Linked DNA regions of Mus musculus: region 2 is linked to region 1. A link is a contact called in public targeted proximity ligation data. All regions are on one chromosome and are shown on one strand. The core of a region is the stretch at or near the end of the contact, and the rest is flanking DNA. Distances in the headings are between cores, read along the strand shown.

Region 1 (2,795 bases), core at 199-2,698:
CGACTGCTTTTCTGAAGGTCCGGAGTTCAAATCCCAGCAACCACATGGTGGCTCACAACCATCCTTAACGAGATCTAACTCTCTCTTCTGGAGTGTCTGAAAACAGCTACAGTGTACTTACATATAATAAATAAATTTAAAAAAAAAGAATTCTGATGGTGATGATAGGAAGTCATTCCTTTCTATCAGGGTCTGTATAACTGGTTGTGGACTTTTCTAAGTGTCAGAAAACATGATGGCTCAAACATTGCAATACAAACAGTATGAATCAGTTGGTATGTATAAAGTATCCACCCTCTAATAAATTGTTTTCAACCAGTGAGTTGCGACCCCCTTGGGGTTGAATATCAGCTATCCTGCATATCAGATATTTACATCCTGATTCATAACAGTAGCAAAAAATTACAGCTATGAAGTAGTAATGAAATAATTTTATGATTGCGGGTCACTACAACATGAGGAACTGTATTAAAGGGTCACCAGGATTAGGAAGGGTGAGAAGCATTGCTCTAATATAAGCTGTAAGAAGCTGTCTGCTTATGTCAACTGTTTCTGGGTTCTTTATCAACAATAAGAAGATAGCCACTGATTTTTTTTTTTTTTTTTTTTTTTTTTTAGTATTTTACATAGGGAACGCATCCTGGCAACTCCCTTAAGTAATCAATGAAACCTTTGCCCTATAGGAGGGAGCAAACCTCGGGACACCTGCTGTGACACTCAAGGCTTTCGTTGTTTCTAGTGGACACTGTCAAGGTTGTTTTTCAGTGTGGGGTCATTCAGAGATTCAGGCAAGGACGCATCATCGTAGTCTAGGGTCTCAGAATACTCCTGGAGGTCACCTGAATCTTGTGTCACCTGGCAAAACAAAAGAGAGAGGATATGGGGGAATCACTGAGAAGCTTAAGGTCCAAGACTCTGCCCCTCCCCCTACCGACCAGAAATCCATTTTATGGCTCCATCTAAATGCTGGAAGTCATCGACCAGAAATCAATTCCACGGTTCCACGTAAATGCTAGGAATCTAGGAAGGACTTTCTCATACAACTAGGAGAAGAAATGATTTTTACCTAGTTTCTGTCAAGCAGACATCAAGGGACTTCTCATAAAATATGCAAATGCAGATCTGGGACTCAAGCTCATATCAATTGGACTCTAAGGCTGAGCTGTTAACCTCATGTCTACACCCCCCTCCCTCAAGGTTTCCTGTCTTGTTGTTTTATCCCGTGCTTAGCTACATCCTGAAGAGGTTATGATTGCTTTTTTGTAGAAGACGGAGCGATGGCCAGTTTGAAATGTCTTCTCTGAAGGGACAGAAAAATGGACTCTGTGATACTTCCTGTGTGAAGACTATTCACGTCAACAGCTCAAAGGGCACTGTTCCTGCTTAACCAACTCCTGCAGACATGGGGAGACCACACTTGATCTTATCCTGTGGCAGACTGCTTGCGAAACTCTCAGTTGGATGCCTTTCAACAGCACAAACTGCTCCCCGTTGTGGTCTAGAGAGCCCAACCGGTGTAATAGGCAGAATTCCATTCTGTGAGCTCAGGTGTGTAGGAAAAGCAATTTTATTTTTTTTTCACTTCAAATTGCCACATTGAATTAAGTCCAATATAAGGGTCAATATCTCTGGATGCAGGCGTTTATTGAGGAAATTTTGGAGTTATTACTCATCCTACGAGCAATACTAACATATTTGGTATTGTCTATGTATGTGTAAACTTTAGTTCAAGAGGAATTGAAAGCCCTCTTTCTGGTGGCTTCAGCACCTGCCCATGTGTGAGGCACATGCATAAATAAAAATGCATTTAAAAAAAGTTTCATTAGCAACGTGCAAAAAGACCAGGAAGAGAAAGGGATATACATACAGTATTTGGAAAGCAAACATATTGTTGCGGTTGTTTCCAGGAGTAGCTTCTAAGCCATGGTCTTCATGTGAGTGTAGGAGGCTGCAGGGCCCTTGGATACTGAGGTAAACAAGAGTCCCAATCAAAACTGCACACATACTAGTCCTTTTAGGATGGATGATAACAATGTGGAAGGAAATCTGGATCCAATAATAAGGATGGGGGAGGAACATTTTATCTCCCACCTGGAGGGGGGAAGTTGGATTATTGTATAGAATTTATAATCTTGTCTCATCATAATGAGTGTGGAGGAAAGTAAATTTAGAACACAATCTGCATGAACTGATGTCATGAATTTCTCAATCAGTTTAGTTTCCCTTTTATATACGCATTTCAGGGACATGTAATAAAAATCTATGTCCCCAAAAGTCTACAGAGATTTTCAGCAAAAATAAAATAAAAATTTTAAGGGCTGAGAATGGACTCTTTCATAGATTAATTTGAGACATAACTTCTTTCTTAGTGGGACACAAATTAATGATGCATTTTATAACCAATGGTGTCTACGTATCAACAAAATAGCTGATTGAGCTCTCATTCCTTTGTGTAATGAAAATTAAATTTCAGTCAGCTCAGCAGCTCAGTTCTTCACCCCAACCCCCCCCAGCCCCCTCCAGCCCCCCCCAGCCCCCCTCCCAACCCCAAGAGCTCTCTGAGGCTGCTAAGGCTGGCAATGTTTTCTCATCTCTCACTTCCTGCTTCCAGTTTTTCCTCTCCTCAGTGACCTTGATCTTTAAAACTCAGTGGAAGAACAGACTTTCTTACTTCCTGGACATTCATAGACAAGCCCTCTATTGACTATCCCTTAATCACCTTTGAAAGTGGAATTATTGCTGGGCTAAGGTGGTGTATGCCTTTAATCCCAGCACTCAGGAGGCAGAGGCAGGCA
Region 2 (2,795 bases), core at 99-2,598, 400 kb after region 1:
TTGGTCTCCTTTGTGGTTGTAGCAAAGGGTCTTAATTGTTGAGCCATCTCTCCAGCTCCTTATTTAAATAATTTTAAATAGAAATGTGTGCTACTAATTAATGATGACCTCATAGCTTATTTATGGGTCATTTGTCAATATTCTGGAGCCTAACATCTGTTCTGTCATTCAAATACCCCCTAGGAGGATTTGTTTATTACTGATAGCAGAAGATAAATTGTGGTGAACATATAGACTCATGACATGACCGCTCCTTGGTATGGTTAGGTGGAAGGTTTTTAATGTAGATAAGGGAGAGATAACAGCTAGAGGCAGCTGGGAGAGTTCAGAGAAGAGGCAAAAAGAAGTAGACTGAGCATGGTCAGCAGACTAGACATGGCCAGGGCTGCCTGTGAGAGAGGGAAGAAGAGCAAGCTATAGAGAACAGAGAATCCATAGTGAGAAAAGCAAGAGCAGAGCATAGACAGATCATAGTGAAAATAGCAGCTTATAAGGATAAAGTGTAGCTGTGGGGAGGGAACCCGGTAAGCTGGAGGGAGGTAGAGTGGGGAGAATGTGAGTAAGCTAGGATGCTAACACAGACTTTGAAAGGTGTAATTTGTGATCCTGCTGGAGCCTGGAGGCCCACATGAGCTTTGATATGCTAATAGACACCATAGGTAGCCACACTCCCTTTTGCTAGAGGTAAGAGGTGACTCCTTTTGGTAGAGGGTGAACAACTTCAGAGGTTCCTGAGGAATGTTGGCCTTTATCTATCAGAATTCCTCCTATAGTTTTGATTGAGCTCATTTCTGGATATTTGGACTGCCTTTGGGGGCTTGGGAGATTCACGATTCCTTTGGATCTGACAGTTAAGACTGTATGTTTTGTAGCTCAGAAGTAGAAATGGACAGATCCCATCTTTGTCTCCTCCCTAGAACACTGTGGGGTTGGCAGGTAATCATAGGTCCCTCAGTTTCTACCCATTCTGAAATCCATCCTTGAGTCTCCTTTTGTGCACTCCTGGGAGCAGTGATACACATAGTCATATTCTCATAATAAATTCTTTCTTTTTTTGTAAGTTATAACAATTTTTTGTCCGATCACTGGGAGACTCTATTCTCATTAGTGAGCTAATATTGATAAAGATAGATCAATCCAACATATACTCTGTCAACACGGTAGTTTTTCTCCTTGCTGTGGTTTATTTTATTTTCACTTTCTTGCATATCAAAGCCATTTTAACATGAAAGAAACAACGCCCAACTTCAAAGTCTTTCAAACATAAAACAAATAGGTAGTTACTGTTGCCATGGTTCCTGTCAATGAATCTCACAGCCTGATTGCCTGTAGAGCCAGGAGCAAAGTGGAGCTAAAGGCTCTCTGGGTGTCACTGCTGCCACTTAACTTAAGCTCCTAGTTACTGCTGTAATTATAGGCTCCACAGTTGCAGGTGATTACCAAGCAGTACAAAGCCTATTTATGTATTTAGGTTTTTCTCAGAGCAGTTTTTGATTCTGAAACTAATAAAAAAGATTATCTGTCCTCATGATTTATAGATGGCAAAAATATTTTTGTGAGTTCAGATGGTTTCTAGACCCATTTAAACAACAAAGACTTTAAGAAAGGTGTGTGCACAGTTAGGGTCAACTTCTGGCTGAACAAAGGTTGATGGCACATGCCTTTAGTCCAGCCCTCAGTGGATCTCTGTGAGTTCCATGTCAGCCTGGCCTATCTGGTGAGCTCCATGCTAGCCAGGGCTACACAGTGAGACCTTGTCTCAAAATAAAACACTAACCAAGCAAATACAAAATAAAAATAAAAATGCAAGGAGATTTATATACATAGTACTGATATTTCTTGAAGCATGTATGAAATCAGGACATGTCAGAGTTGGAAATTCTCTTACAGTGGACTCATTCAAATTCTAAATTTACTACATGGAAAGAAAGATCTAGAGCTATATGGGAAATTATAATGGCAGAGTTGATTCAAACCTCCAGTCCTGAGCCTAATAGAGCACAATACAGTGTAGGAGAACAGTCCTCCTTCACCGTTTCTTTCATGGAAATATCTCAAATGTCTAGACTTCCTCAAATACTATTTACCTAGACAAATGTCAGTTGATGTATTTTTTTTTTTAAATCACTGTGACCAACACCTGACAAACAACAATCTAGGAACTATTTTTGGCTCATTGACTGAAAAGATACAGTCATCATGGTGGGTAAGATCTGTCAGGGGCAGCTCCATTGGGATGATAGCATGTGGAAGCTTGCTCACTTCACTGGAGCAGGAAACAGAGAGATGAACACTTACACAAGGTTTGCTTTCTCTTCTGTTTTTATTTCATTCAAGGTCCTGCCCAAATAATGGTGCTGCTCACAGTCAGGGCAGGCCTTTACTCCTCAGTTAATCATCTATGAAATGCTCTCACTGGGAGGTGTGCCTCATTATCCTGTCCTAGGTGATTCTAATCAGTCAAGCTGACAAGATAAACCATCACAGAAGAAATTTCACCAAGTGTCCAAAATCTCCAGTGCATCCTGTAGAAGTAAACTCGTCTTCCCTCAAGGCTCTCTGTCACATTATTGTTCTTGCCATTAACTATTTGTTATGTTGCTGTTTATGTGATATTCTTGCTGGCTTACAAATTTCATGAAGGTGAGGACTCTCTTCTTCATCTTTAATTTTATTCTAGCAGCATGTATGTGACAATTAAACACATGTATTGGAGTGGATTCAACGTTTTCTCACAAATATTTGTGGCAGTTCATAGTTTATAGTCATTAATAGTGAGGACTTCAGGTCTGGAC

What was found.
Region 2: a targeted proximity ligation map of memory CD8 T cells shows a contact between it and region 1, with 4 times the contacts expected there. A contact is called at or near these places in 2 of 130 datasets of targeted methods (the NIH/3T3 cell line and memory CD8 T cells).

Annotation. Positions count from the first base shown.
Region 1 is chr19:32,868,098-32,870,892 of GRCm38.p6, forward strand. No RefSeq gene overlaps it. Among named protein-coding and RNA genes, the nearest start is that of Gm36774, 61 kb to the right of the region's middle.
Region 2 is chr19:33,264,148-33,266,942 of GRCm38.p6, forward strand. It overlaps the pseudogene Rnls. Among named protein-coding and RNA genes, the nearest start is that of Mir3970, 110 kb to the left of the region's middle.